Linked DNA regions of Mus musculus: regions 2, 3, 4, 5, 6 and 7 are each linked to region 1. The links are chromatin contacts, called in public HiChIP or PLAC-seq and promoter capture Hi-C maps. All regions are on one chromosome and are shown on one strand. Each heading gives the region's core, a stretch centred on a gene start, on an enhancer-like site or on the middle of the called end of the contact. The rest is flanking DNA. Distances are from core to core; before and after follow the strand shown. Region 1 holds the start of Aars (alanyl-tRNA synthetase). Region 2 holds the start of Dhodh (dihydroorotate dehydrogenase). Region 3 holds the start of Ist1 (increased sodium tolerance 1 homolog (yeast)). Region 4 holds the start of Atxn1l (ataxin 1-like). Region 5 holds the start of Ap1g1 (adaptor protein complex AP-1, gamma 1 subunit). Region 6 overlaps Ap1g1 (adaptor protein complex AP-1, gamma 1 subunit). Region 7 holds the start of Phlpp2 (PH domain and leucine rich repeat protein phosphatase 2).

What was found. Promoter capture Hi-C pulls out the DNA fragments that hold promoters and counts their contacts. HiChIP or PLAC-seq counts read pairs in DNA pulled down with a chosen protein or histone mark. Capture Hi-C pulls out chosen DNA fragments and counts their contacts.
Region 2: a contact with region 1 is called in an H3K27ac HiChIP or PLAC-seq map of microglia, with 5 times the contacts expected there. The contact joins the promoter of Dhodh here to the promoter of Aars in region 1. A contact is called at or near these places in 2 of 39 promoter capture datasets (liver and pre-B cells) and 1 of 115 datasets of contacts at active chromatin or transcription factors (microglia).
Region 3: a contact with region 1 is called in a promoter capture Hi-C map of pre-B cells, with 2.6 times the contacts expected there. The contact joins the promoter of Ist1 here to the promoter of Aars in region 1. A contact is called at or near these places in 2 of 39 promoter capture datasets (liver and pre-B cells) and 1 of 484 Hi-C or Micro-C datasets (B cells).
Region 4: a contact with region 1 is called in a promoter capture Hi-C map of adipose tissue. The contact joins the promoter of Atxn1l here to the promoter of Aars in region 1. A contact is called at or near these places in 3 of 39 promoter capture datasets (cranial neural crest, liver and pre-B cells), 1 of 115 datasets of contacts at active chromatin or transcription factors (fetal liver) and 1 of 9 other capture datasets (adipose tissue).
Region 5: a promoter capture Hi-C map of liver shows a contact between it and region 1, with 4 times the contacts expected there. The contact joins the promoter of Ap1g1 here to the promoter of Aars in region 1. A contact is called at or near these places in 3 of 39 promoter capture datasets (hematopoietic stem and progenitor cells, liver and pre-B cells) and 2 of 115 datasets of contacts at active chromatin or transcription factors (astrocytes and pro-B cells).
Region 6: a promoter capture Hi-C map of liver shows a contact between it and region 1, with 2.3 times the contacts expected there. The contact joins the enhancer-like site here to the promoter of Aars in region 1. A contact is called at or near these places in 5 of 39 promoter capture datasets (the 3T3-L1 cell line, hematopoietic stem and progenitor cells, hippocampal neurons and 1 more).
Region 7: a contact with region 1 is called in a promoter capture Hi-C map of liver, with 2.4 times the contacts expected there. The contact joins the promoter of Phlpp2 here to the promoter of Aars in region 1. A contact is called at or near these places in 4 of 39 promoter capture datasets (fetal liver, hippocampal neurons, liver and 1 more), 2 of 484 Hi-C or Micro-C datasets (the G1E-ER4 cell line and liver) and 1 of 9 other capture datasets (pancreatic islet).

Annotation. Positions count from the first base shown.
Region 1 is chr8:111,032,584-111,035,100 of GRCm38.p6, forward strand. Aars (alanyl-tRNA synthetase) reads left to right here and starts at 1,259. Exons shown (of 21, transcript NM_146217.4): 1 at 1,259-1,680.
Region 2 is chr8:109,607,414-109,609,930 of GRCm38.p6, forward strand. It overlaps Dhodh (dihydroorotate dehydrogenase), which reads right to left and starts at 1,260. Exons shown (of 9, transcript NM_020046.3): 1 at 939-1,260. The coding sequence starts at 959.
Region 3 is chr8:109,692,038-109,694,554 of GRCm38.p6, forward strand. It overlaps Ist1 (increased sodium tolerance 1 homolog (yeast)), which reads right to left and starts at 1,257. Exons shown (of 10, transcript NM_028018.2): 1 at 1,147-1,257.
Region 4 is chr8:109,736,524-109,739,040 of GRCm38.p6, forward strand. Atxn1l (ataxin 1-like) reads right to left here and starts at 1,257. Exons shown (of 4, transcript NM_001080930.2): 1 at 1,108-1,257.
Region 5 is chr8:109,777,326-109,779,842 of GRCm38.p6, forward strand. It overlaps Ap1g1 (adaptor protein complex AP-1, gamma 1 subunit), which reads left to right and starts at 1,258. Exons shown (of 24, transcript NM_009677.6): 1 at 1,258-1,637.
Region 6 is chr8:109,799,313-109,801,829 of GRCm38.p6, forward strand. The region is part of intron 1 of Ap1g1 (adaptor protein complex AP-1, gamma 1 subunit); the gene reads left to right. Among named protein-coding and RNA genes, the nearest start is that of Ap1g1, 22 kb to the left of the region's middle. Within about 2 kb of position 1,264, at least 46 of the 459 cell types and tissues checked have an H3K27ac peak or open chromatin away from gene starts, as enhancers often do. A contact at or near this core is called in liver, where this site is marked.
Region 7 is chr8:109,867,342-109,869,858 of GRCm38.p6, forward strand. Phlpp2 (PH domain and leucine rich repeat protein phosphatase 2) reads left to right here and starts at 1,262. Exons shown (of 19, transcript NM_001122594.2): 1 at 1,262-1,376. The coding sequence starts at 1,278. Gm17344 (a long non-coding RNA gene) reads right to left here and starts at 1,189. Exons shown (of 4, transcript XR_003947453.1): 1 at 955-1,189.

The DNA of each region.
Region 1 (2,517 bases), core at 9-2,508:
GGCCTTCTGAAAACAACCATTCTTTGTCCATTTCTGTGTTTGAACTAATAAAGTCTTGTACTAACAGATAGAAACCATTTGGAATCTATTAACTTACCAGACCACTGGCTTCCACCATCCAAAAAGCTAAAGATGCCATCAGATAACATCTTGGGTCTATAGAAAAGCTTTCCATCTTGCTATAGTCGCCTTTCAGATATAACCATCACTATATTTTAAAATTACCTTGACTTATGACTCTCTTTGTTCTGTAAAGCTGTACATCATGAAAAAGTTTTCGTGTAATTTGGGGTTTCCTCATCTGTGAAAAAGTGGTACTAGCAGACCTGATAATACAGTTTAAAAATTAAACGGTGTGTGAACTTTTTAGTGTGATGCCTTACCTATAGATTTTAGGTTTTGTGTGTGTTATTTTGAGACTGTGCCCAAGGCCCAAGGGTAGCCTTAAGCTCTGATCCTCTTGGCTCTCAAGTGCTGGGACTATGGATGTGCGTCACCGTTGTAGGCGTTTCCTAAGAATGTTGACTTGTTTTCTAAAGCAAACAGAGGGACAGATGTCCTTTAACTTGGGTTACGTCATTTCTTCCTCTTCAAAATCAAGACCCGAATTTCTTCTTATTGGGACCTGAAGGACAAATATAAAGCTATGCCTAATGTCACAGGACTGTACTGCCTCCTACTCCGGAGGCTAAGACAAGAGTGAAAAATTCAAGGCCAACCTGGACAATTTATCCAGACCCTGTCTCAAAGAGAGAACCGGACGTATCAGTCAGTGCCAAAGCGCTTCGGCGTGGTTGAAGCACTTATTTCAGTCCAGGGTACCGTTAAAGAAGGCATGCCGATCTATACGCGATAACAATAAGAACATTTGATTGGTGCACACCTGCAAGACTGGCAAATCCCCTGATTTCAAGACCACCTTGCTCCGTTTCAAAAGGCCGAAAAACGAACCTTTGAGGTACGTGTATCACTTTGCAGTTAAACAGTTCTATGCCAAAATCTGTGATCGCCACCAAATTCATGTTTTCATTCCTCTTGTTAACTGTCAACTATTAGGGCTTTGCCAATAGAACCCAAAATGTCTGCCTCCTGAAGCCAATAGTCAACCCTGTCACGTGACACTCCATGTCCTAGCTTTCTTGAGCATTGCATCAGCCGAGCCCAGGAGCCTTCCCAGAAACCGGCTTGTTAGCTCATTCGCGCTCCGAATGATTGGCATGCCAGTGGACCAATCATATCAGAGGATGACAAGGCGTAGCGGGTCACTTTTCATCAGAGCGCTCTGATTGGATGGTGAGGTACGGCTCTGGCACCGGTTGTGGCGGGTGAGTATAGCTTCTTGTGCGCATCTGAGGGAGCAGGTAACTGCCGGCGAGTGGCGGTGGGCTCCGGGCAAGGAAGGACCTGGGGACCCGGACCCTCGGGAAAAAAAGCAAGTGAGCCCCGAGAGCTCTACGAGAAGAGCCGGCGCTTGGAGGGGGAGGGGCAGCTGCAGCGGGCTGCCGGGCGGTCCCGCCCCTGGCCTGGGTCAGGACCCGGTCTCCGCAGGAGCCGGATCTCGAGAGTAGCTTTTGCTATTCCCTCGGAGCACTGAGAGTGGTGTGGTTTCTGGTGGACTTGCAGAGGACCAAGACCTTGGGAAGATCGCGGTTGCTCTTCAGTCGCCACCCAGAGCTAAGGGTTTGTCTCCTCTAATTTTAATCTCTTAGGGGGTTAGGGAACCAGGCCTGAAGAGCAGGGTGACTAAGATAAATGGAGTCTCTCTAAGAGGCATCTTCATTCATTCTTTATTAGGTTCTCACACCTTACCCCAGACTGGCCTGAACTCAACTCTGTAACCCGGGCTGGCCTTGAACTCGCGGCAGTTCTCCTGCCTCAGCATTTCAAGTGCTGGAATTACAGGCGTGAGCCAGCACTCCAGACTCGCTTCTTTCTGTTGCTGTTTTGAGACAGGGTTTCACTATGTAGACCAGGCTGGTCTCGACTCACAGAGATCTTCAAGAGTGGTGGGACCAAAGGCGTGTGCTACGACCCTCGGCCCGATTCGATTCTTAAAAACAGAATAGTTGATACCTTCAGGTTCACCCGAACAAATATATTCAGCAATTTTTTCAAACAGTCTAAGTTTCCTGGTGTGCTTTGGAGTATGTTAGTGCAGAGCATGCTATTTACAGATTAGTATAATTAATCATGAGCATGGGTGACGACCACTTTACTAGATACTGAAAATACACTGTAACGGTGAAGTGAAGCCAGCCAGGATTCCTACTGAGATGTAACATAGACTGTGATTGGGAGGTGAGCATTAAATAGTCACACCAAATAAATCATTTGAGGCTAGGAGACAGTATAAAGAGGAGAGACCTGGTGAAGAAAGGAAAGGTTTGCTTAAGTATGTTTCTTTGTGATTGATCAAAACGACCTCATTAGGAAGAAGGGAAAGGAGAGGCCAGGCAGAACGGCTAGCTTGTAAATGGAAATATGTTACAAGGTCCTGTGGCTGAAGTCACCTTGTAA
Region 2 (2,517 bases), core at 10-2,509, 1.4 Mb before region 1:
CAAACTAATGGCCACATAAACATAGAGCCATGACAAGTGACATGAAGGGATAAATCATGGAAGGATCTTGAGGAAGCGAGTAAAAGCTGACTTTCAAAGGTTAGACACAAGCTAAAGAGGAGATAGCAGCTGGAGAAGAGATCTCTAGGTGGATGAGGCCAATGAGAGGGGCCAAGGCATGGGGGAGGGATAGACGGCTGCTTGGAACTAAAAGGAAAACACTGCTTTAAATGAAACAGGAGAAAAGAAGAGAGGCGTCAGCCAACATTTGGCTAACAGATTTGGTTTAAGTGCACGTGCTGCTCTGCCAGAGGAACTGAGTTCGGTTCCAGCTCCCATGTCAGGCGGCTCACAACTGGAGCTCTAGAGGATCCAAAACCCTCTGGTCTCAGAGGGTATCTGCACTCACGTGTGCACACACGCACGTGCGCGCGCGCCTACACTTTTTTTTTTTTTTTTAATGGGATTTGTCCACTAAACAAGGAAGTAGCAGATATGATCAGATTTGCCTGCAACACAAACCAAGTATTCATTCTCCCTCCTCGGGGAGTTTGCAGAAATTCCTCAAGTCAAGCACCAGTATCTGTGCCCTTTTTCCAGACCAGGGTCACAACTAAGAACTCTTCACATGGAACTTCCATTCTGACCACACTTGATCCAAAAGGGTGGCCTTATGTCTTATTTCATCCCTCCTTGGAGCGTAGGCGATCGTGTCCTCACAAAGGCCCGATACTTGGATCAATTTAAAAAAAAAAAAAATGCCCGCGTATCTCTCAGGTTCAGCCTAGCCTCTGCCCACATACGCTTGCTTTTTGCATGCCCTTAGCTGTGCACGTGCAGGTCACACTTCAAGGGTCCCAGCCTTTCAGTTTCCCAGCCTCATCCCCCTCCCTGCCGGTTATCCACACCACGAATGAGCTTCCCCGCGCAGGACTCACTCTCAGCTGTCTCCACGCCATGCTCCTTCTGCCATTAAGCCCGCCTCTGCCTGCATCCCATTGGAGAATGTGGGCTCGGCTCCACCTATCTCCCAAGCCCCACCAGCCGGCCCGCCCCTAGACGTTGATTGGACAGCCGAACGCGTGCGCTCTGCCCGGAGTCAGGCTCCGTGGCGGGACGTGCCTACTTTCTGTCTTGTCGCTGTCGCGCCTCCTAAGGGACGCTGCTCTGAAGTCGCGCACCCTTCCTTCGGTGCAACCGTGAGGAGGAGGCTTCCGGAAGTCTCGAGTGGGGAGCAGACGCTTCCGAAATCTGCAGACCAACCCCAGCGCCCGGTAGTGCGCACTACCCTAATGCTTCCCTGTCCCTGGGAAGGAAACAAAGGGCGATGCAGCCCGAAGGTTCCGCACGGTTGTCTTTATGCCGGTGCTGCGGTATGGCTTTCATAGCCCCCTTTCTGAAACAGAAATCCTAAGAATTCTGTTTTATCAGGGCAGTGGTGGCGCCGGCCTTTAATCCCAGCGCTTGGCAGGCAAAGGCAAGCATATCTCTGTGAGTTTGAGGCCAGCCTGGTCTACAGAATGAGTTCCAGGAGAGCCTAGGCTACAACATGGAGAAACCCTGTCTCTACAGGGAGAAGGAAAAAAAAAGTACACTCATGCAAACACACAAAAATTTACCCACTGGTTTTAAAAGTAAACTCTGAGGTGTTGATAAGTAAATATGGTTTTATTTTTAAGATAATCTTATGGTGTAGGCCAGGTTTTTCTAAAAACCAATCCTGCCTCAGCACTCAAGTGCCTCTGTGCCAAGCGTTTACAGAGGCCAGAGGAGGGCATTGAATCCTCTGGAACGGTAGTTACAGATGATTGGACCCACGTACTCTGGCCCTTAACCTTATGTTTGTATCCTATTGTCCCCCTTCCCACTGGTCCCCTTCCTTTTCTGGAATAATACTTCCCCACTTTAGGTCATAATTTGGGTCAGGTTACAGGAGGCTGGAGAGATAGCTCAGCTGTTAGCACTTGATGTTCTTGGCGAGGACCCAAGTTCCGTTTCCAGCACCCACATCAGGTAGCTCACAACTGCCTGTAACTCCAGGACCACATTTCTTCTGGGGCACTGTACTGGTTTTCCCATACCAACAGGTAGATGTGTGTGTGTGTACACATAAATTCTAAAAATAAGTCCTTTTAAGGTCTGTATCCTGCATACAAGAAAAAAAGCATATTTAGCAGTCTGAGATTGGCTTGCTTCATGTAACATGATCTCCAGTCCCATACATTTTCCTGTAAATTACCTCATTTTATTCTTTCTAATGGTTGAATGTTGTTCCATACCATATATGTATCATATATATCATTATCTTGATCTGTTTGTCTGTTACTGCTTCCATAAACTGGCTGTTGTGAATATTGCTCCAAAAAACATAGATATACAGGTACCTCGGTCATATGCCAGCTTGGATTATTTAGGGACTATACCTAGAAGTGACGTATCTAGGAGTTTGGGTTAGTGATTGAATGTTTGTTTGTTTGTTTTAAATTTGTTGTTCTGTGTGTGAGAGAGTTCAGACAG
Region 3 (2,517 bases), core at 7-2,506, 1.3 Mb before region 1:
CAGATATGCCTGGGACCCTAGATAAAGGGTCTAGGCAAAACACCATACACATAAAATAAATATTTAAAGAAAAAAAAAAGGAAACCTCGTTATCAGTAATTTAAGGGTTCCACATGAAATAATTTTCATAGACTACACTTCGTTTTGGGAAGTGTTGGCACTTTAAACCACAAAAGGTTACATATAATTGGGACCTGATCCCGATTAGAGCCTAAATTAAGTGGATCAGAGTCTACTTAAGGACTCTAGAGGCTCGGGTCTTGTTAGAAACCAGAGGCACAAGAAGAAAAAGAGAAAGGCTACGAAAGTAATCAGGGGAAGAAAGCATTGTTTTTATCAAGTGAAAATGTTAAGAAGCCGCGTGACTTAAACACAAGGATGCGGTGAAGTTCCCCCACGAAGGTCAAAAAACCTTGAAGGGTGTGAGATGTTAACAAATGTACCGACTAATATTTTACTAAGCTGGAAAAAGACATGCATATGGAAATGGAAAAGTCTGACTGAAACAATGAAACACAGGTTGATTGTTTGATGGAGGGATTATACTGTTTTGTTCTCGTAAGAACAAAAAAACAAAAACAAAAACAAAAACAAACAAAACCAGAACAAACACCAAGAAGGCACAACAAAAGAAATGACAGTCTCCTCCCGGGAGCCATTCAACAACAACAGACTGTACACAATAAGCCCCCGTAGCCTCCCCCTGACATCAGTCGGCCGCAGCCCTGGTCCGGTCCGCATCCTAGCTCAAGTTCAAGGTCCTGAGGGCCACGCCTGACCCCAGGACCCGGAAGAGGAGCGCTCCCTCGGGCTCTCCTGGTCTGACTCACCCCGCAGCAACCGCGGCGGTGGGGACAAGGCCTCCCTCAGGGTCCCGACCCGACCGCACTGCAGAGGGGTGTCTCCTCAGTGCCCGGCTCATGCCGGGGGCAACAGCGACGCCAGCACCTGTCTAGGCGGTCCCACCTCCTCCCACGGCCGGAGCCCGACCTCAGGCCTGACCCCGACTGCCAGGGCTTCCCCCGCTGACACGGCGCGGACGGCTTGTCCTCACGGTCCTACAGACTAACGCTGGGGTTCCGTAAAAGCGGGACGTAGATGGAAGAGGGAGACAAAGATGCTTAGGTCTAAGGAGGGCACGCTCACCTGGAGGGATCCGGACGTGAAAACGGAAGAAGCCGACTTCCGAGGAGCCGCTCGGCATCCAAAATGGCGACTCCCTCGACCTCCCCACCGCGGACTCGAGCGGAGGAATCCAAGGGGGCGGTGTTAGCCACGCCCTACCTAGCAGGGATTGGCTGCGCACACAACAAGGGGCGGAGCGAGGGACTATTTCCCACGGCGGAGGCGTGGGACCTGACTTGTGACACTTAACGTCACGCAGTGGGTTGAGTCATTTGCTAAGGGCGCGCCTTGCAATTTGCCCCGGGCGCGGCGGGGCGGGTGGAGGCTTCTCCTGGATTCTGTGCCCGGTACCCTTGTTCCAGATTCTTCCAGCCCCTGGAAAAACCGGCTGCAGACTGTCTCGCAAACGCCCGCGGATCCGAGCGGAGTCTGGCTTCCCCACTTAGCTCACCGGTCGGTCGGTCGGTCGGTCGGTCGGTCCTGGGACTCCGACCTCGGAGGGATGGTTGGGCGAGATTCAGCGCTGTGGAGCCGACTTTCCTCCACCGCCTCTCTTTCCACCGACACTGTCCGCCCCGCACCTTCACTAATGTACTCTGCACAGCCTCCACTCTCGCTCTTATTTTGTATCTGTATTCAGAGGCTTTTCTGGGCTTGAAAGCGAGAAAGAGCCTTCCTGTTCTCTGGCTCTTGGCCCTGCTATGAGGCCACAGCTATCAAGACCAAAACTGTGGCTTGTCTTGGGTCAGTGGTAAAACGAGGACTGCAGGTTACTTTGGGAGGATAATATGAATTGAAAATAACTGGCTTGTAACCATGTGCCGCTGTTCAAAGCTCCAGGATACTAGGACCTTAGAATTACACAATATTTGGTTCCCATAAAATGTTCAGATCGTTCCCCCAGCAAAATATTTGCATAGAAAAATTGTAGTTCTGCAATGAGATCATGACATTTGTGGCTAACACTTTCTACACACACAGTCCCAACAACAAAGTACAATGATAGAAAAATTTCCCCTGAAGCACAAATTAGTTTATTGGGCTCATTTACAGACCATAGGTGACAAGTCACTTAACAAGCAAGTGAGTAATCACTCTCCTTCAAATAAGCTTGCACTGGAAAGTATCCAGTAGAAATGAAGGCTTCCTGGCATGGATGGAGCCCACTTCCCTACTGCTCTCCAGCCCACACTCTAGCCCCTCCCCAGGCTACACGTAATTAGGGCGGAAGTACGTTCAACAGCTGGTATCGATTGCAGGCATACCCAGGTGAGGGTTCCAAGACCCTCTTGGCCCCTCCTTCAAATATGATGATCTTTGGGCACAGCTACATTCCTGAAGATGGCTGTTGTTTGGCTCCGATGATAGAAAAGTATCGCAGCACTTAAGGGG
Region 4 (2,517 bases), core at 7-2,506, 1.3 Mb before region 1:
AACCAAAACCAAAACCGGGGCCAACGAAGTCCTAACAACTGGATTAGCAGTATTGACTAGTACCGAGGAACCTGTTCTGTCAAAGTCAGAATATTGCAAGCTCGATCCAACTGAAGGCAACGTTTACTTAAGATAGGCATGGTTCAAGGGTACACGAAAGATGGAAATGTGGAAAAACAGATTCCTAATGCCACAAATAAATCACCAAGTGGGTACAAGTCACGCACTCATTCTTCATCAAACGTTTAATTGAAAGCACTCAGCTTTCTTTCATTTTCTTAATCCCCCAAAATGATGCTTGCCCTCTGTAGCTAAAAAAAAAAAAAAAGCTAAGGAAAATCCGTCTATGGGTCACCGAGGAGTTAGCAAACACAAAATAATGAAAGGACGGAAAGAGGCAAAAAGAAAGCTCAGCCTGCCCACCAGGTTCCCACAAGGCAAAACACTTCAAAATCTGAAACCGGGTGTGGGTGTAGGGTGCAGCTTTGGAGAATTTCTCATGGGAAATGACACAACTTGTGGCCCTGAGCTAAGGGGCAACGGAACTATTCCAGAGACCTGCCAACCTAGCCGAGAAGGCAGCTCCTCTTCATGCAGGGAATGGAATCAAGAGACTGCACACCGAGGGGGACCCAAATTCACTGAGGGAGAGGTGCGCCCCACAAAAAGGGAGCAGCAAAAAGGGAGAGACACCAGGGATGATGGCTTTTGATGATCCTTGTTCCGACAGGGGTACAGGCCTGAACTGGGGGAGTCTACGTTTAGGGTTAGTCGGGGTAGGGGGTCGGACGTGGAGGTGAGGCCAGGCCCCGCTGGCGACGCTTCCTTGTTTGGGGCCCCTTCCCGCCCTGAGAACTCGGACATCCTGACCCGCGGGGACAACCCCGTCGGGGCATCAGGGCCTGAGGCCGCCTTCTGGGCCAGGCGGGAAAGCAGCATCTAGAGGGGCTAGGCACGGCCTCTTTCGCTCGCTCTGCCCGCTGTTTAGGGGGCCCGCGGCCGGGGTGAGGCAACGGGCTTCTAGGGGGGCCCTTCCACTAGAGCTCCGAACCCAGGCCTGCTTGGCCTCAGGCCATCCCAGCGGCCACCGCTCCAGGCGACACTCACCGGCCCATCTCACGGAGCTCCCAGGACTCCTCCCGCTCGTCCCGGAGCCGCCGCCACCGCGGCCGCCGCCATCCCCGGCCCCGGAGCCGCCCCACACCCAGCGGGCACCCCCCCAAGCCGGGCGCCCGGAGATGGCGTTGAGCGCATCCCGCCCCCCCCCCGACGCGGAGAGATGACGTCACCCTGGCCTGGGAGCGCCGCCTACTTACACAGGAGGAAACTGGCCGCCTGCCCATCGTACCCAGCGCCCCCCTTTGGTGGGAAAATGAACGCCTGTCCCACTGAATGGGTCCAGGGAGTAGGTGATGTTTCCTTAAAAAGCTCCCAGACCTGGATTCCCTGGAGAAGTTTTCACAAGCTGTCACTAGAAGTCCAGATAGTGGAGATCCCTGGGGCCTTGTTTATGATGCCCCAGAATTTACTGGAGTAGAAAGATGGAAGGGTCATTGTAGGGTCAGGGTGAGAGAGAGCTGGGCCCAGACCTTTTCAAGGGTCAAGAGCCTTGTAAAGTTAGAAATAGCCTGAGGCAGCCAAAAAAAAAAAAAAAAAAAAAAAAAAGTGTGCCTGTGCAGGACCTAGAAAAAGATGAAAAAGTACTGAAGACCTGGGAGTGGGTGAGCAATAAGGACGGGATTCTTACTACAGTGGAAAGCAGGTTGGCTTAGTGAATACAGGGCTTGGCTACTGGTTTGGAATATTGTCACCCATATAATGCCAGTTCATACTAAATACTTGAATGAAAGTTTGATTGGCTTAAGCAGACACAAAAATGAATGGCTGATTTAGGTTGCTGATTGGAGGGGGAGGATTTTTTTTTTCTTATTTGTTCATTTGTTTTTGAGACAGGGTCACAAGTAGCTCAGAGTGGTTTTGAACTCACTGTGTAGTTTAGGGTGAACTTGAACTCTTAACCGTCCTGCCTCTATCTCTCAAGTTGATGGTATCACTGGTGCATTCGTTTCTTTTCTGTTGCTGGGATAAGACACAATCAAGGCAACTGCCAGAAGGATTTGAGTTTGTGGTTCCATTTGAGAGGGTTAGGAGTCCATTGTGGTGGGAAAGCTTGGCAGGGAGCAGCAGCCATAGAGGCTGGAGCAGAGAGGAGGGGGTCACATCTAGAACTTAGAAGCACAAAGCAGAGAGACTGAACCTGGAATTGCCTGTGGCTCTGAGCCTCAAAGCCAGGTCCCTAGTGACATAGGGACTCTAACAAGGCCATACATACCTTAATAGTGCCACTAACTGGCCACCAAGAGTTAAACATCTAAGCCTATATCGAAGTTTCTCATTCAAACCACCACAGCAGGCAAGCCCCACATTTGGCCAATAGTTGGTCTTGTGTTCAGATTACATTTATACAGAAAAAGTGATTATGCGTGTTTTATATAAAAGAGAGAGAGAGAGAGAGAG
Region 5 (2,517 bases), core at 8-2,507, 1.3 Mb before region 1:
AGCATTATGATGTTCTTCTAGTCTTAGGGTGTACCTAGGGCTGCCCTGTACAGATGCCCCGAAGAAAGGTAGGAGGATTTGAATTCCGTAAGCATTCTGCTCTATAAACCGGTAGGTATGGGTTGGAATATGTATATGGGGTGTGGTGAATTTTCTGTGTAAGATGACATCTTAAGGCAGACTCCATTGTGAGAGACAGTTGTAGTTTTTCTCAAGTCTTAAATCTCATTATTTGTAAACTTTGGTTACTTACTTTGACTCACGAGATTGCTTAGCGGGCTAGGTTGTACATACGATGGTACCTTATGATCAATATGACACCAATATTTAATAAATTTGATCGTGCCCTTGGTATCCTTTCTTTCCAGCCACTTGGCATGCTCCAGAAATTCAAGGTCAAAATTGTATGGCTAGACTTACTCAGCTCAACGTCTGTATTTTGAAATCCTTGCATGAAAAACGAATGTCTAAAAGATGCAACTTCCTGTTTATGACACTCAAATTTGAAACTCAGGATTTTTGCTTAGTTCCTGGTCTTTGGTATTCAGTGTAGTCTTGTGTTTTATTCACATCTGGGATACCTTTGTTGTCAATCTATCGGAAAGATTTTATTCTAGGTAGGTCACCTTTCCTTTAAATGGGCCAAGATATCAAGGATCTCTAGGTTCACATGGAAAAGACTTGGGTCACAAGTTAGTAATTATTTATCACGCCAGGAACTGTCTAGTTAGACTTTCTTTGCTTCAGGTCATTAGTTCATTCAATCATAGATGGAAAAGCTATTCTGGAAGAGTTTTAGCTGACATTTGTCCAGATTCTTTTTTCCCCTCACAGGAGGGGACTGGATCGTAGGTGAGATTGCCGCACAAGGCGGTGGTGCTGTGCTTGGAATCCATTCTTAGGTTTCATCTTTTTACCTGTTTTCGCAAAAAAAAAAAAAAAAAAAAAAAAAAAAAATTGAAGATACCATAAAACCCTAGAATCCAAAGCCACTTGGAGCATGTTTCTAATGTTGACCAGAAACCTCTGGCCAACGAGGACCACTTAGGAATCCTTTCGGACAAAACTGGTCACACCATGTCTATGCGCTTTCCCCTGCATCTCCTCTCCGCCTTCCCCAGCTCCCTCGCTGAGCTCCGCCCACCTCAGGTGACCCCCACCGTTTCCTGGCTGCACAGTTTTCCCCTCCCCCCAGAACGGAACCAAAGTGCGACGGCTCCAGGGCCGGGCCGGAGCGTGCTAGCTCAGACTCCTCGCAGCGGTGACTCGGCAGCGGCGTCGAGCGTCATCAGTGACAGCCCCGACCCTTGCTACGCTTTGAGTCGCTCTGCCCGGCGCAGTCGCCTCCTCCTCGGCAAATAGTCCTCGGCGGGGGCCGAGTCCTCGGGTCATCCGGGGTGGGAGACGGCACGGGCTGCAGTCGGAGGGACGCGGGGCGGCCGGCGAGAGGGAGCCGGGGAGCGGCGTCTCCCGGGGAAGCGCGAGGCGTGAGGTAGAGGCGCCCTCCTCGCCCGGGATCCCTCCGCCTGCAGTCGCGGTGCTGAGGCCGAGGGAGCCGCCATTTTGGATGTTCGGTTCCTGCTGCCACTGCCGCCGCCGCCCCCGAAGCTGCTGGTTTCCTTCGAGGTTTCGGGCCGGTGAGTGTCACTCGCGGCACCGAGGGCGGGTCGGCTCTTGGGCTCTGCCGCAGCCGCGAGCGTCTGGCCGGAAACCTCCTGTCAGTCCCAGGGGTCCGGGCTCAGCCTGTGGGGGGTGGGGGGTGAGGAGGACCCAGGTTTGGGTCAGGAGGGACCCGGGAGCCCCGGGCTTGCTTGGACTTCCTGAGGGCCGACCTCGGGAGCTTCAGAGCCGGAGCTGTCGTGCGCGGTCGCTTTCCTCTTCCCTTGGCGTGGTCTGGCCGCCGCAGGCCTCCTTGAACCCATTGACTTTCTCAGGCTGCGAGGCTCCTTTGAAAGCTCGCTCCGTTCGGGGAGCTTAGGATTTAGCGGGGCCGGGCCCCACCCCCGCGTGTCCTCTCGGAGCCACGTATCAGCGTTCTTGTGTTGGGGACTCGGGTCAGATCTGAGAACTCTGAGCATTTCCCACGCAGGGGCAATTCTGCCTGGTCCCTGCAGTGCCGTCCACTGAAAGCCGGACATCGGCCTCGCCTCCCTCTAACCTTCCAACTAACTTCTGGTCCAAACACTTTCGCTTTTTTTTTTTTCTTCTTCCTTCTTCTTCTTTCTCTTTTTCTTTTAAAGAACTCACCTGAGACCGCACTATTCACTCTCCTCTCCAACTCTCGGTTCTGCGGACGTCGGTTTCTAGTAATTCTCAGGCTCTTCCTCATTGCCTGGAACTGTCGGTTCTGCTTCCCAGTTAGGGCTTGGTGTCGGAGAGCCGTCGAACCACCCTAGGGTGTATTTCCGCAGCAAATGGGTTTAAAGCAGGCCAAGTGGCTTTGGGTGCGAAGGAGCTGTGAAAATAACTTTCTGCATTTCTTTCTGTTCTGAAAGCTGAGCTTTGGGGCACTTACTG
Region 6 (2,517 bases), core at 14-2,513, 1.2 Mb before region 1:
TGGCTTCTAGTTCTCTGTCCGGGTCTTGTAACTCTAGTAACTGTTTCTCTCACACTTTTCTTTCACCAGCCAAGGACTTCTTTCTTCACTGGCTTTTTATGGTCAGTCTCTTAGATGGACTCACTGCAGGGATACCCCAACTTCCTTATTATCTGAGACCTATTCCAGGAAGACATCAGATTCATTTATTGCTTCAGTTCTCTAAAGACAGGGTAAACCAAAGATATTAACAGGAGAGAGCAACTGAACGGGCAGTTGAAGTCAGGGACAGTGGAAGCAGTAGTTCACACGTGTCCCTGGTTCTCTGGCTAGAAATAGCAGAAGAGAGCTCTGATTTCCTGTCTCTTCTTAAGTATCCCTGCCTGGATCCTATCTGTGAGGGAAGGGGCTAAACCTTCGGCCTAGATATTAATACCTTCTGCCGTGAAAAGCTTTGGAACCAGATTTCTAGATTGTCATGTAGAGATGAGTTATATCCCTCAACTTTAGTTCATTTCCTAAACATTTTTAGGGTTACATCTTAATAGGTGGGAATGTTACATTTCCCTTGAGAATGTCTGGTCCCTTAACAATTAACTGGAGTGGGCAAGTCAGTCACTGAGTACCTGCTTTAAGCTATGCTTAAGTAGTAGGAGATATATAAGTATCCTCACAATAAGATACTTTTCCTCCCCAGAATTCTTGCCCTCTGCACTCACGCTAGAGCCCTCATGAAGTTCTGCTGAGTTTGGCCCTTCGCCTTTTCTTTTTGTCTTTTGGGTATTAGCCTGAGCCCAAGTGTGACTGACTCTCTGCTTTAGGCCTTGTATTGTTTCTCTGCAGCTCTCCTCCTGGTCACCATGCTGCTCATCTGTCATGTGACTTATCTCCATGCTGACCTAACTCAATCAACATGTTTTTTGTCTCTTTTCTCTCTCCTCCAGGCTGCTGTCAAGATTTACAGCTTGCCTTCTGGAGTTTTTCTTCAAACTCTATTAATAAATTGTCCTGGAGCTTAAAAATAAAAAATCATGCTGGTGGCATGGACTTTATTTCTGTGATTTTGTGACTGATTACCTAGCTTAAGGTCTTGATTTTTTTTTTCCAAGTTAGATTATGTACATGCTCTTGGACTAGATTTAAGCTTTTCTAACAGTCTTTGTTTGCTTTGTAGAGCTATTGCGTGCTTGTGGGGAAACACTTTTCTAGCAGAGAGCTTCCCTGCTCTTATAGGTGCTGGGGCTAACCAGGGCGTTAGTGCATGCTAGGCAAGCTCTCTACCACTCAGCTCTACTCCTGTTCTTTCCAGTAGTGTTTGTGCTTGACCTTTGAGAGTATCTAGCCTTGAACCTGTACTGATCCTCAACTTTAGCTTCCCTAGTGCTGGAATTCCAGGCTGAGCCACCATGCTTTGCTAGGTAACTTTTCTCCATGAATTGAGTTTTAAGTAAAAGCTTACTTTTTGAACATAGTCTGGGCTTTGGGTAGTCACCGTTCTTGATCAAAATAGTGGCTGTGTTCTCACATGCATTTTGCATTTTTTCTGTTATATACTACATATGCAGCATACCAGTTTGCTTACAAATGTTTTATCCTGAAGCCTGTGTTTATAGTTTATTATTAAAGAAATGACTCTTTAAATAGATTAACTATTAAGCATCTTAATGTCAGTGAGAAATTGTTTAATGCCTTGCTTATTGAAATTTTACTATTTCTTTCTCTCCCTTTCTTCCCTCTCTTCCCTTCCTGTCTTTCTTCCAACCTTCCTTCTGTTCTTCTGTCTCTGATAGGGTCTCAGGTATTTTTTAAAGATTTATTTATTTATTTTATGTATATGAGTACATGTACATCTGGTTGTGAGCCTTCATATGGTTGTTGGGAATTGAATTTTTAGGACCTCTGCTTGATCCAGTTGCTCTGGTTGCCCCACTTGCTCAGGTCAACTCCGCTTACTCAGTCTCCCTGCTCACTCAGGCCCAAAGATTTATTCATTAAGTACACTGTAGCTGTCTTCAGACGCGTCAGAAGAGGGCGTCAGATCTCATTATGGGTGGTTGTGAGCCACCATGTGGTTGCTGGCATTTGAACTCAGGACCTTCCGAAGAGCAGTCAGTGCTCTTACCCGCTGAGCCAATTTGCCAGCCCGGGTCTCAGGTATTCTAAGCCGGCTTTTAACTCCTGACTCTTCATCCTCATCCCTGAGTGCTTGGATTATAGGTGTCTACTACCATGCATGATTTAGGCAGTGCTGGGGAATTGAACCCAAGCCTTCTGCATGCTAGACAAGCACTCTGCCAACTCCACCACACCCTTACCTGGAAGCTTTGGGATTTGCTAAAAGCTTTTGATTATGAAAATGTCATGTGGGCTGGTGAGATGGCTCAGTGGGTTAGAGCACCCGACTGCTCTTCCGATGGTCCAGAGTTCAAATCCCAGCAACCACATGGTGGCTCACAACCATCCGTAACAAGATCTGACTCCCTCTTCTGGAGTGTCTGAAGACAGCTACAGTGTACTTACATATAATAAATAAATAAA
Region 7 (2,517 bases), core at 12-2,511, 1.2 Mb before region 1:
GGTCAACTCCCAGAGTTCACCTGTCAATTTACAACCATCTATAACTCCAGGTCCAGAGGATCCGACACTGTCTTCTGGCCTCTATCATCAGTCATACACGTGTTGTGTTGCATAGACTTAATACCCATAACAACACGGAAGACCCACCTGAAGCTGGGCATAGTGGTGCACATCTGCACTGGGGAGGTGGAGACAGGAGACTCTAAAAGTTCAGGGCCAGCTTTGGCTATATAGTGAGTTCGGGTCTGCCTGGGCTATGTGTAATTTTCTGTCTCAAAAAAAAAAAAAATCCGAAAGAATTAGATCAAGTAATTTGTACATGTATAGAATGTATAGATCTAATAATGAGTATAATTAACGGGGTGTGGTGACCCACGCCTTTAATCCCAGCACTTGGGAGGCAGAGGCAGGCGGATTTCTGAATTCGAGGCCAGCCTGGTCTACAAAGTGAGTTCCCGGACAGCCAAGGCTACATAGAGAAACCCTGTCTCGAAAAACCAAAAGAAAAAAAAAAAAAAAAGAGTACAATTGAGATTTGGAATTGGAATTAGGCAGACTTATAATTTGGCCCACTAACCACAAAACTATCTTTCACTCCAGGAACAAAAAGAGTCAGCTTTTAAAATAGGTGAATTAAGACTTGCAAAATAGAAAGCGGGCTTACACACCATGTTACTGGTTGAGTGGTTGAGGACGAGAAAGGAAATCTGATACTTTGATTACAGGAAAAGGACACTGAACTGTGCCTGGAAAGCTTAGTGTACTTGAGGTGGTTTGATGAAGAAGGTCGCCAGCTATCCCTAAGAGGTGAGTATAAGCAACAGTTCTTTCACCCCCAGTGGGTGCCAGGGGACAAGACACATTTGGGAGCAGGAAGCGTCTTGGATGGAGAATTCCAGCGCCGCCCATGGTGGAGGGTTGTATCTTGTCTATTTTAACAGGTGCAGGCCTTACCTGTCACTTCCTCTGGCCGCTTCTTGGAGGATCCAGAAAGTACCAAATTGCTCTCCCTGCGCCCTGGTCCTAGGAGCTCAGGGTGGAGCGCAGCAGAGGCTTACTCCGCCTGCAGTGGCGCCAGCCTCCCACAATTCTACTCCGGCCTCGCCAGGCTGACGACTACGCAGGTCCAGCGGGTCGGGGAGGGACCGAAGGGGGCGGAGCGTCTTGGTTAGGGGCGGGGTCTAGGCGGAGGGGCGAGGCCTCCCGCTGCTCGCGCGCGCCTCCGAGGCTCGCGCTGTCGCGCCGGGCCGGGCGTCTCTGTAAATCCTTGGCCGCCAATGGGGGAGGTGGAGCCCGTGCCCGCGGGCCCGCTGGAGCCCCCGGAGCCACCTGAAGCGGCGGCGCCTCGCCGGCCCGGAGGGATTCGGGTCCTAAAGGTGAGACGGCAGGGAGAGGGAGGAAGCAAGAGGGCTGTGGCCGCCTTCGCTAAGCTGCCCGAGGCGGCGGGCGCCCCCCGCCCTGCGTCCCTGGGCCGCTTGCACTTGGCCGGGCCGCCGCGGGCCTGCTGTGGGGCCTCCGGGCCGCGCCCCCGCCCTGGCCTCCGCCGCCCTGGTCCCCGGCGCTGTCCATCCCTGACCGCCGCCCGGCAGGCCCACGCCTTCGGGCAGCCGCTGCCCCCACCTTCCTTCCTCCCCGCATCCCCGGGACCTCAGTCTCCTCGCTGGGCCTAGCCCGGGGCCCCGGGACGGATTCCGGGGGGCTCCGAGGGCCGGCCGCGCCTGGCGGGAGTCAGGCGGCGAGTACGCAGGACTCGGCGGACACCTGAAGACATCACCCCAGCTGGAGGATGGCGGCGGCGATTGGCCAGGCGCCGCGGTGTGCGCGGGCTGCGCCGGCGGGAGCGGCCACGCTGCCCTCGGGACTGGCTGCGGGAGTTCCGAACCGGCTCTCGGCTCCAAGACGCAACACCCCGCGCTTCCCGCTCGGGGGACAGTCCCGGAGGATCTGCTGCCTGTGGACCTGCTGGGCGTGTTGCAGGGTTTGGGGGGCGGGGGTGGGAGAGCAGAGCCCGAAGGGGCACTCCTGCTTGGCTGACAATCCGGGGAGAAGGCAGTGGGGGAGCCGTTATGCAACAGGCAGCTAAGCGGGGCTTTTTGGTAGAATCAGGGGAGTAGGAGGATAGGAAAACAGATGCAGGGGAAAGGGGAGTGGAGCCTTGAAGGTGAGTGATGACAAGAAGTTTCTATGCAGGAAGAATGCAGAAGGTGAGCTGAGGTGAGGTCAGCAGAGATGGCTAAAAGGTGGCTAACTGGGTGGAGTTCTCTACTAACCTCTGAAATAGTGCAGAGACATTTTTTTCTGTAGGTTCAGTATATAAACGAACTGGAATAGTGGAATGGAATTCCTCTAGAGTTCTAGAAGAGCAATTGGCAGGATTTAAAACTTGCCAAAGAAGGGGAAGAAAATTAAGATTTAATGTGTTTCGAAACCAGTCTGCCAAACATCGAAGATACTTAATGTTAAAAGCAAACCTTAAGTAATTAAATGAGATTGTTGTTGAGTAATATTTCCTTTTAT